Linked DNA regions of Mus musculus: region 2 is linked to region 1. The links are chromatin contacts, called in public Hi-C maps. All regions are on one chromosome and are shown on one strand. The core of a region is the stretch at or near the end of the contact, and the rest is flanking DNA. Distances in the headings are between cores, read along the strand shown.

The links. Hi-C and Micro-C count contacts between places; a contact is called where the count stands out from the background.
Region 2: a Hi-C map of cerebral cortex shows a contact between it and region 1, with 1.9 times the contacts expected there. The contact joins two enhancer-like sites. A contact is called at or near these places in 6 of 39 promoter capture datasets (the 3T3-L1 cell line, 3T3-L1-derived adipocytes, cranial neural crest and 2 more), 5 of 484 Hi-C or Micro-C datasets (the 63-12 cell line, cerebral cortex, embryonic somatosensory cortex and 2 more), 6 of 115 datasets of contacts at active chromatin or transcription factors (embryonic forebrain, embryonic stem cells, neural progenitor cells and 1 more) and 1 of 9 other capture datasets (embryonic stem cells).

What each region holds. Positions count from the first base shown.
Region 1 is chr12:72,126,059-72,132,163 of GRCm38.p6, forward strand. Ccdc175 (coiled-coil domain containing 175) reads right to left here. Exons shown (of 21, transcript NM_028687.1): 11 at 5,010-5,081; 12 at 3,028-3,163; 13 at 2,217-2,348. Among named protein-coding and RNA genes, the nearest start is that of Jkamp, 43 kb to the left of the region's middle. Within about 2 kb of position 3,358, at least 5 of the 459 cell types and tissues checked have an H3K27ac peak or open chromatin away from gene starts, as enhancers often do. A contact at or near this core is called in cerebral cortex, where this site is marked.
Region 2 is chr12:72,209,932-72,215,599 of GRCm38.p6, forward strand. Rtn1 (reticulon 1) reads right to left here. Exons shown (of 9, transcript NM_153457.7): 9 at 1,818-2,646. The coding sequence ends at 2,604. Among named protein-coding and RNA genes, the nearest start is that of Ccdc175, 28 kb to the left of the region's middle. Within about 2 kb of position 3,875, at least 9 of the 459 cell types and tissues checked have an H3K27ac peak or open chromatin away from gene starts, as enhancers often do. A contact at or near this core is called in cerebral cortex, where this site is marked.

The DNA.
Region 1 (6,105 bases), core at 2,108-4,607:
GGAGAAGTGACCCAAGCCCTTGGGGGAGCCCAGAAGATCGTGAGTTGGATCCCAGACATTGGATGGTTGGAGATTAATTTTTGCTTTTGATTGTGACTGTACCCTGATATTTTCCCTCTTGAAGGAAAAAACTATTTTAGTGGAGCCCACAGTTAAGAGACTTTTAATTGTAAAAAGACTTTGGATTTTTAAAAGAGATGGATATTTTAAAGAGATTGAAATTTTAAGAATATGTAAAGACTATGGGATGTTTAAAGTTATTTAGACCTTGGGGATGAATAGGAATGTAAGGGTTGAGGCTTACTAGTGCTGTGTTTGTGTGTCAAGTTGACAAGGGGTCAATTGTATTGGCTAGTTTTGTGTCAACTTGACACAGCTGGAGTTACCACAGAGAAAGGAGCTTCAGTTGAGGAAATGCCTCCATGAGATACAACTGTCAGGCATTTTATCAATTAGTGATCAAGGGGGAAAGGCCCCTTGTGGGTGGGACCATCTCTGGGCTGGCAGTCTTGGTTCTATAAGAGAACAGGCTGAGCAAGCCAGGGGAAGCAAGCCAGTAAAGAACGTCCCTCCATGGCCTCTGCATCAGCTCCTGCTCCCTGACCTGCTTGAGTTCCAGTCCCGACTTCTTTCAGTGATGAACAACAATGTGGAAATGTAAGCTGAATAAACCCTTTCCTCCCCAACTTGCTTCTTGGTCATGATGTTTTGTCCAGGAATAGAAACCCTGACTAAGACAAGGACATATTCGACTTTGTTCTACGCAGGCTCTTGAGGCCATGTTAGTCTGCCTCATCACAAGCTTATAACAATGGAATAAGCCATGGACTTGAACTTCTGAAACCATAAGCAATTTTTATTATTATTATTATTTCTTTCTTTTAAGTCCTTCTCTTATGTATTCACCACAGTAAAGGAAAACTAATTAATATATTTCTGGTAGTTTGAATGAAAATGTCCCCCACAGTCTTGGGCTTCGGAGTCCTTGGTCCCCAGTGTGAATTGAGAGGTTTAGGAATAGCTTTCTTCAGGAAGTTTATCACTGGGACAGGCTTTGAGATCTTACCTTAGCCTTGCCCTACTTTCTGCTTGTTCTTTCTGCTTCCTGCTTTTGGCCCGAGAGGTTGCCTCTCAACTCCCTGCCTCTGCGCTCCTGCCTCTCACTGGTTGCCACGCCTTCCCCCAGAATGGAGTCCCCCCACCCCCTTCCCAGGAATTGAGAGCTAATTAAACTTTCCTTTTATAAGTTACCACAGTCGTGGTATTTTATCACAGCAGTAGAAAAATAAATAATATAATATCCAGCCCACTGTAAATTAAAAGCAAAACAAATGTCAGTGTAGTATGTAGAGCTTCGCCAACAGTTAGAAAGCAGGTCCACCACAGTTTGGAGGAAAGTTACATCTGTCTTGAGAATCATACATGCGCCCTTACCTGGATGGGAGGAGTGGGGTGGGAGGCAGTCTGGGGGCATGTGTGCAGTCAGTCCACAGCGTCTGGAAGCTTGCCTGGATGTGTTCAATGTCTGTTGTCTCTACTTTCTTTAATATCTCTTAGTTTACCCCGGGTTGGCTTTTGAAAATTCTTTTTTGTGTGTGTGTGTGTGTGTTATTCATATTTCTTTTTTTTTTCTTTTTTTCCCCATTTTTTATTAGGTATTTAGCTCATTTACATTTCCAATGCTATATCGAAAGTCCCCCATACCCACCCACCCCCACTCCCCTACCCACCCACTCCCCCTTTTTGGCCCTGGTGTTCCCCTGTACTGGGGCATATAAAGTTTGCGTGTCCAATGGGCCTCTCTTTCCAGTGATGGCCGACTAGGCCATCTTTTGATACATATGCAGCTAGAGGCTTTTGAAAATTCTTAAGGGGTTCTGAGATCTCCTCTCTGACCTGCTCCTTGCTTTATCAGGACAGTTCCCACAGGCTTTCTAAACAACTGCCCCCTCCTAGCTGGGAGAATTGTCTGTTGCTTGGCAACATTTGAAGTACATGTGGGTGGGTTTTGTTTTGCTTTTAACTCAGAAAAAAAAAAGTATCCTATTTCTGTTTCTTTTTCAGAAAAAGGAGAAACATGTGAAACGGACTGTGGTCTTGCCTTGGCTCATACCGGAAGGTTTAGTTTACATTTGCACGATCATGGTCACACACAGTGTCTCTCCTTCCCTCACAGAATCCTCCAAAAGCATCCACGCACACAAACCAACGCTTACCTCATAGGTGCCTAGTTCTTCGATTAACCTTTCTTCTTTTTTGACATAGTCCTTCTTGTCTTGCGCTAGCTGCTCCTTAAGTGTTTCAATTAGGTGCACAAAATGATTAATCTCCTTCTTTCTATGCTTCGTCTAGTCAGAGGGAAATGGGATCTGTCATTGCTTGTGTCGTGGTTAGTCTTACATTTCTAAATGGCCTGATAAACTGTGGGATGTCTCAGCAGGCACTAAGGAGGGTGATCTTTTTCCTCCAGTGCTTTGTTGCCCACCAATTTGTATCTAAAGGGATTAGCCGCTGTATCCAAAGGGTACGTATGGGAGTGGTGAAGGATGCTTGGGAAGCAAGGACCTGCTTCCATGCCTCAAAGACACACACCTAGAGCACTAGTCCTTCATTTCCTTAATCTCTTGGACCAGCTAGATGGTTTCACAGGTAGGCACTCTTGCCCCCATGCCTGGTGACTTGAGTTTTATTTCTGGGACTTAAATGGTGGAAGGAGAAAGCCAATCCCTTGAAGTTGTCCTCTACCCTTCGCTCCAGCATATGTTCATACACACATAAATAAATAAATAAATAAATAAATAAATAAATAAATAAATGTAATGAAATAAAAAGATCTAAACATCTCCAGTTAACACACACTAAATGGATAGATCTCTGAAGAAAGAAAAAAAAATCCACTCTAACCATCAAATCAGGAGAAAGGAAAATATCTTTTAGTAAAATAAGGTTTACTTCAGTATTGAAATGGGTGTGACTCATTTCTGTGTCGGGGATTAGCATAATTCTAAACACTTTCTGTTCCCTTACCTCTTCAAGCAATTGAAATCGCTTTTGCTCTACAATCTCAATTTGAATTATAATTTTTTTCAAGGACAGCTTTATCTTCTGTAGCCAATGTGCGTGTCTTTTTCTCGTACAGAATATTCTCCACTGATTTATGACACTAGAGATGGAAACAGAATAGAATGACCATTAATTATATTGGCACAGTGGTTTCCCCAAAACACAAAGCAAAACCAGTCCAACCACAATTTTACAGCATCCCGTGGGCCGTCAAGCGAACTACACCGTAGATGCTAACTGAGTCAGAAGGCAGAACGCGTGTTGCCTCCGCACTGTAAGCACTGTCTGAGTGAGTGGTGTGTCTGATGCCCAACAGCACAGTGCAGAAACCACACTGGGAGGAAGGAAACGAGGCAGTCTCCAGGGAAGGCAGAGAAAGGAGCGGCATGGGCAGAAATAGTCATGGAACCGCCCAAAGTGCAAATGAGAAACTTTAAGATTTTAGATTCTCAAACTTTTCTCTCTACCACAGCTGTATCTTTGAAGAATGGTATAGATGTACAATTTGAATTTTATAAATTATAACATTAATAGTAACAATATTAATAGCATATATCTAAGGGCTAGGGACTGCTTACTGGGTACATTGATCTACATACTTTTGATGGAGGGGACCACCATCATTACCAGCTTCACTGTGGGAGTAATGAGAAGAGATTAACCAAGCCACTGTTAGGACTACTAAGGAAGAGTGGTCCACATGAAAGTCTGTGACCCTAACTATTGTTCCTCATATTACCCTTACTATAAATTGGCACAGAAGTCTGGATGGACAGCAAACATTGTACCAATAATGGCAATCTTAATCTTTGATGATTTCCCTCAATTGAGATGGGAAACTCTGGGTTTTTTGTTTGTTTCTTTTTCAATGAAAAACCAAAACTGTCAGAGACCATCCCGTGAGAAAGCGAGCCCTTCACAATCTCCCTGACAGGCCAAATGACCTCGTGCTAGGAGCTGGTTATCACTCCCTCCTCCCTATTCCCTTCCTAGCACCTGAAGCTGTAAAAGCTGAATTATAGTCCCCTCTTCCCTATCTCTTCCTGAACTCCCATGCCATCCAAGGACATGAGTTACGCCTGAGCCCGGCCTGACACCCAAGGCTGTCAAGGAGGATCTATGTTCCGGAGATAAGATGCAGAGTGCCCGCTGCCTGGCACCTGACTTCGGTCCCCATGTCAGCAGATGCCCACTTCTTTGTTCTTTGTAAAATTCCCCCTCAACCCCTCCCTATTCCCCACGATGTATGCTTTAAAACAAGGCACCTCAGCCTAATAAATGAGACCTTGATAGGTACCATCTTCTTGGTCTCCTGCTTTCCTTCCCCTTCCTCCCATTTCCTTCCAGGTTTGCGGTCCCCCTCACACTCATGAATAACTGAATCCCGCGGGATGGGATACAAAACAACAACAACAACAACAACAACAACAACAACAACAACAACCACCAAGATCCAAAACAATCTAACACATCTAGATCAGAGTGAATTTATATAAAATTTAACATAGGATAGTAATTCTTTTTTTTTAAAGGTTCATTTATTTATTTTACATATGTGAGTACACTATAGGTGTACAGATGGTTGTGAGCTTTCATGTGGTTGTTGGGAATTGAATTTTTAGGACCTCTGCTCACTTCGGTTGGCCCCTCTCTTGACCCCTCTCACTCCAGTAGGCTCAGTCTCTGCTTGCTCTGGCCCAAAGATTTATTTATTATTATACATAGTACACTGTAGCTGTCTTCAGATGCACCAGAAGAGGGCATCAGATCTCATTACAGGTGATTGTGAGCCATATGGTTGCTGGGAATTGAACTCAGGACCTTTGAAAGAGCAGTCAGTGAGTGCTCTTACCCGCTGAGCCATCTTGCCAGCCCCAGGATATTAATTCTATTGGAATTATTTGTAACATATACTACTGACACAAACACACATATGCACACATTACCATCTCTGAATTTCTCTTTGCCGATTTTTAGCCATGACTTCTATTTGTCTTCCATATGCTTCCCGTGATGCTCTGAAAACAAGAAGTATACATATATTGAATTTTATATTTGTAGTTTTCAAATACATTAGAAAGTATTTCTTAAAATGAGTATGGCTAATTGTAAAACAACTAAAAGTTTTAGTGGCCGTTTTATAGCAGGGCATTGGAACTGCTCCTATAAGCCTTGGGTTTAATATCCAAGGATGGAACGGCAGAGTCTAGGGAAGCAACAGCACACAGATTCTGTGAGGCTAACAGTGAATAGGGAGGAATGTGGATGGCAAGAATGGAGGGGAGGTTGTATCAAGGAAAGGGTATAGTCATTTGCAAAGGGCATAGAAAGTCAGAACTCTAACACGACACAGTCAGTAAGGCTTGCTGCCCAGGGACCATGACAGGAGCAAACAATAGGACCACAGGAGGGAGGGATCAAGATCAACATGCTCTTGAGGAACTCTGCATTCTTGACAGTTCTAACTTTGTACAATACAGAACACAAAACCATGAGACAAGTTCTTGAACTAAGGGAAGGTCTTAAGTCTGTGAGGCTTTCTTGTGATAGGCAGAAAGAAAATGCAAAGATTCCATCACAGCAGCAGAAATCTATGCGTCTATTTGCCTCCCAGTACCGGGCTTGGTACAGAAATGAATAAAAAACCACTTAGGTAAAAGGCTACTTTGTGTCTTTTTAAAGACAGAAATACTCATAAAGTTAAATGCTGGTTGTTACGTAAGTGTTTGAAGACCAGAAATACAGATGAAAATAATCAAGATGCAATTAAATCAACCAGAAACAACCGTGTCTATGTTACTAGTCTGTTTGAAATGATTTAATAGTCTGCTAGATCCCTAAGTTTGTTCACAATTTCACCTCTCTTTAATGAGTTTGTTGCCTACACATAAAACATGTTCCACAAATGATCTGAACCAATTTAAAATAAGATAAAGATAACATGGAATACCAAAGTGCATAGCAACAGTCAGTTAAAACATTTGATTCTGAACTTCTTCATAAGCAGAGCAATAACTGATCAAAAGGGCTGGGTATGTGGCA
Region 2 (5,668 bases), core at 2,625-5,124, 84 kb after region 1:
TGGTAACCTACGGAAACAATACAACCTTTTATTTAGAGTATATTCTATTTTTTCCTTTGGGTGTTGGATATTGAGGCCAGGCCCTCAACAGGTAAACATATGATGTGTGACCGGGCTCTACGAGCTTAGCCCATTAACTCTTATTCTGTATCGTTAAACATTAAAAAACAAACAAACAAACAAACAAACAAACAAACAAACCAAGAATCAGGCACCAATTTAGGCTTATTATCTTCCTTTCCCAATCCAGTTCTTCTGGGCTCTTCAGGTGGAAAACGGTGCATTCTCTTACTCAACTGGCTTTATAAAGCTCTGGGGTTAGAGAGAGGACAGCAAATTGCCTAGGTTGTGAAATACAAGCAGGCAGCCATTCTCAAGGCAAACTTTGGTCTTGAAGCTCTACATCAAATCAATCACCATCTTCCGTCCAATCATCCTCCGCATTATCTCTTAGGTACTCCCCTACCCATGTGGGTGATTGACATGTTAGTCAGGAGAAAGCTGAATGCTGGATGCCTTCTTTCCTTTGTCACCATGGCTCCACTGATACCTGTTTGTGTTAGACTCCTGTGACAGTGATCCCCTATATCAATCTCCAGTGCCCAGCAACCCCATTGTGTTTATGTGACCCAGAATTAAAGCCTAAAGCCCCAAATCCTCCATCACTTTCAGTGAAAGAATTGACTTGGCATTGCCATTCCTACAAGCCCCACCCACCCAGCTTGGCTTACTGTTGACCATTTTCTACATATGCCATATTCTTCCTTGTCTTGGTTCTTCCTTAATCCTGCTGAAGCTCAGAACTCAGCCACACAGTTCAGCTTCCCTGAGTATCTTTCTCTGGGCTGGAGCTTGAACGGCAGCTCTGGTTTCACAGTATCCTTTGGGTAGTTAGTACTTGCACATAAGCACTGTCCTTCTACCCCCAACCGAGAGGCCAGCTTCATGGCTGTTCCCACAATGTCAAGATGTCCTTGCTGTTTTCATGCCACTTTGCCAAATAAATAAGTAATTAGACCTAACTGTAATGCCTGAGGGAAGATTTTTTTTCCTCCCATTGACAGCCATTTCAACTACTTCTTTCCTATCTCTTCCTCTCTGACTTCAGAGTCTACCCAGGAAGTAGAACGGGATAAAGGGAGGACTGAAGATGAAGCCCAGGAGAGGGTTTGCCTAGCACGCATGGGTTCTGCTTCCCAGTACCACATAAACCAGCCACAGGGCCACTCATGTGGAATGTGAGCAATTGGACAGTAGACGCCAAAGGATCAGGAATTCAAGGTTATCTGAGGCTACATAATAGAGTGATGATAGCCTGGACTACATGGAACCCTACCCCCACTCCCTCAAAAGTGCAAATAATTTTTTTACAAGAGGTCTATCACAGGGAAATTTAGCATGGTGGGTACAGGAACTCTGTGGACTTTGACCCAGTGCCCTATTTATTCTGTTCTGTACACAGCAGGATCTCAAAGGGTACTTGTCAACGGGAAGAGTTCGTGATGCCTGCAATGGTTTTATGCCAGTATTTTATAAGATGATAAATGTTTACATAAGGACTCATACCACTTTTAGAAACTGCAAAATATCCACGCTGATCCATCAGAGTACAATATGAAATAGCCTTTCTGTGGTGATTTCTAGTATTAACACAATGAAGCTGTAACCCAGGCTGGGGCTGGACCCTGCGGTTCTGGAGATGGGAGCACGTTGAACACTTGACCTCAGTCCTTGTGGCTCCTCCTCAAGTGACTTCCTCTTTAAGACTTTTCTGTTTTTTTCATTTTCCAGTAAGATCATTAAAGACAGAGAGAAATGTCTACATTTAGTCACATTTATTGATGCATTCAGTATCAAGTACATAAGTGCAAATATCCAGAGTCTGTGATTGAGTCCATTAGGAACTACAGAGGAAGTAATACAAATTGTAATAAAGTCAACATGCTGGCACCTTTAGTTACCATACATGTAAATCAGCCCAGGCATCCCATAGGAGAAAAGTACTGTGCGTTCATTTTGGATTTATTCTTTAATTCGATCATTCTAAGTTATACAAAATGGATCACCATATGTACGGTCAACTGTTTTATATTAATTTTTATGTTCTCTGTGTGTGGGGAAATGCTAAAACATTGGCCTACAATTCTATATAGTGTTATTAGAGATGAATCCATCCAGCAACCCAAGGACATGATAAGCGATCCACTATGTGTCAGCGCACTTGGCAAGAAAGGCCTAGCCACAGGGACAGTAGAAGCTACAGAAGCGTTGCAGAGGGGAGGACATCGAGGGAGGAGGGAGAACGTGGGCTCTCACCATCATGCACTTTTTTTCTTTTCTTTTCTTTTTTTTTTTTTAGCAACACGAAATCAAAAACCACATCTAACACACTCTATACTTTAGTGCTTGACACGGGGGTGGGGAGGGGGCGGCTCATATATCCTAAGAGTACAGGAAGAGCCTCAAAACACCTGTCTCAAAGTTTGCCTCTAAGATTATGGTACCAGGAAAGGGAAACAATCAATTTGCAGTAACGAGGAAGGAGAGAGCTGTTACCACTCCAGACACCCCCACTCATGTCCGGCTTCTCCTGGGGTGACCATCTACTCAGCGTGCCTCTTGGCGCCGGGGATTTTAGCCTGGATCCTACAAAGGTAAAAGTCAAAGGGTTACATTGCAAATGGTACCCATGAAACCACTTTGCGTGGTCATAATGTGGCTTTACTGACTTGAGTAGTTAAACAGCAGGAGTATCCTAGAAACACTTATAAAGCAATGAGAAGGAACAGAACGTTGAATGGGGCCCAGACAAGAGAGCTGCATTCTCTAGCTCAGCTTTTTGGTAGATGGGATGGCCAAAGTGGCTTCTTTCACAGCTACAGAGATTGTGATAGTCACCACTGGCTACTTAGTCCTGGGCACTTCTGAAAGAGGGTGCAATGGCTATACCAGGAGTCAAAATTAAACTGAGGTGTGTCCTGGCAGAGGAATTTCTTCACCTAATACCCCTCCTATCACAAAATATCCAGCAGTGGTACTAAGCCTGGGTCCTAGTTCCAGATACTGCTATTCATTCATCGAATGAACCTCTCTCACAGCTTAGAAGGTCTTGTGCGAGTGTGCGTCTGTGTCTGTGTGCACAGGTATATATGTGAGTGGGGATGTGTGCGTGTGTGCTGAGACAAGAGGCCAATTTCTGGTGACGTTCTTGAGTTGCTTTCCACCTTGTCTTTTGAGACCAGATCTGTCGCTGGCCTGAGGTGTGCTGGGTTGGCTGGGTTGGCTGTTGAATCCCAAGAATGGGCCTGGCTTTGCCACGCTGGCACCAGGATTCTAAGTGCTCACCACAGTGCCTGGTTTATTTTAACATGGTTCTTACTCCTGGGCAGCCAAAGATGTCCTGACTGAGATCCCTCTCTAGAAAATCATCTTGAACATGTGGGGGACCAGATATTGTCAAGGCTCCTAACATTCTGTACTGCAGCCATTGTCCTGGGGTATCTGCTATCATTTTAGGATTCTAGGAGCTTTTGTTTATTGATCTGGAGCCTTAATAGTTCAGCTTGCAGACTAGGATTGTCACCTCCCTATGCACTAGGCAACCTTCAACGTTCTAGAATTTAGAGAGACCAGGGACTTCTGCAGAGTTTTCCTCCTCATAGGGATGGGAGAGAGTGAAGTAAACAAGGGGACAGGATGTTCAGATGGTGACAAATGCTATAAAACAATACAAGGCAACGGGATAGGAAGGGAGGGGGAGTGGTGGGGAAGTGGGTGGAGCCCACTTTAGAAATAATGAGCTAAGAAACAGATGCCTAAAACACAGGCAGGAGCCAGCCGACAGAGATCTGGAGGCTTCAGGCGGAGAAGGCAGAGTACAGAGGCCTGGAAGGAGCTTAGACGTTGAAGGGGCAGGTCTGAAAAGCTCCTGCCTCCAGCTTCCTGCCCAACGGTGTTAGAACTTAGGGAGTATGGCAAAGGGTTTAAATTCTATTCTGGGTGACAGGAAGCCATTGATAAAGCAGGGAACGGGATGATGCAGCCTGATTCGTTTTCTTTAAAGAATCACGATGATCCCAGTGTGGAAAACAAAGAGGGAGATGGGAGCAGAAGCGATCCTGGCCGGAGAACAAGCTACAGAAGTAAGGTGTCAGATGGTGACGGGCAGGACCACGTGGTAGACACGAAACAGCCAGGTGAATGGTCTTGAGATCTCAGTTGGAGAAGGGGCTGGAGGTAGACCCCTTGCCTTGCAGCCAGAGTAATGGGTAGCATGATAAATAGGCATTTATCAAGATGTCGAGGACAGATGGCAACCAGACTCTGAGATCTAACAGCACGATACTTGGCCATGTGGGTCTGAAATGTCTATGGGGCATGCAAGGGAGAGCCATCTGATAATCGGGAAGTAAAGATGAGTCTTGGCACAGGAGGGCAGGGGGGAAGACACAAGTGTGGAACCCTTGATCTGGAGGCAACATTTGAGGTTGGTGGAAGATCCTAAGAAATTTTTCTTAGACTCTAGTGCTGGGCAACACAGGCTACTGATGAACTCTGGTTTTTTATAACTTACCCAGTTTCTCTTTTTGCTTTGGCTACCAGGAAATGCAGCCAACCTGATTTAATTTCTATTATAGGAGCCCTGTTCTCATGAGTGACATGTTGTTTTCAAAGCTTTGATTCTCAACTATAATCTAACAATTAGACTATATATGGATGCATATGTATATTTATTTTGCATTGTGATAGCCTCTGAGTTGACAGGCACGCTTTTAGACTCTCCCCTCCAAATCTCTCAGGAGACTGTCACTAAACCATTTCCACACAGTGCAATCACAATGACATCAGCTCCCTGGTTGGAAACACCAGGGGCCATCCCGTGAGTGCTCGTCTCCTGGCATCAGCCTTGCCATCTGTATTCTTGCCTCCCATTTGGGCTGCAGGACAGTGGCTAGCGCACTTCCTGAACAGGATAATTTTTGTGCCTTTCTATGTGCTTAGGTCATTTTCTCCTCTTGCAGTGTCTTTCTCCCTATTACCCTCTACATGAATGCTTATCCCTGCTTCAGGGCCTGTGCCAAATGGCGCCCTACCTACGGGCTTTCCAGGATCCACTCTCAGAGCTGCTGCTTCCTCAGTGCTCCAACTCTAGAATTACATACAGCTCTCTTGTAGCATCCACATCACCTCATGGATATTCCTTTATAATTTATACCAACAGGCTGAGGACTCCTGTTGCGTTGGACTCAACCATCTTCTTCATGCCTTCTCCCTTCACCATAGCAACACAGGTAATAGTCTCTAGAACTAAGTGTCCAGCCCTCACCCTACCCCCACCCTCACTCATAAGATTTCTTCAAGATTATCTAACTGAATATTGTATAATTTCAGCCCAAAACTTCTAGTTCCAGCTGCCAAATTCCCATTCAGGTTTTCTGGAGCTATAATTTTTAAACATAGTTCTAGTTTCCCAAGAGTTACCTGGGGGCTTCATTGAAATGTAAATTATAGGTCATCAACTCTAGAAATTCTAATGCTATAAGCTTGTTTTGGATCTCTCCAGTCTTTTGCCTTTGAATTGACTCTTGACTTTAGTACCAGCACTTTCTGTTCTATGCCATTCTGCCATTTCTGTACATTGAACAACGACTGTTTCATTCTTCATCTA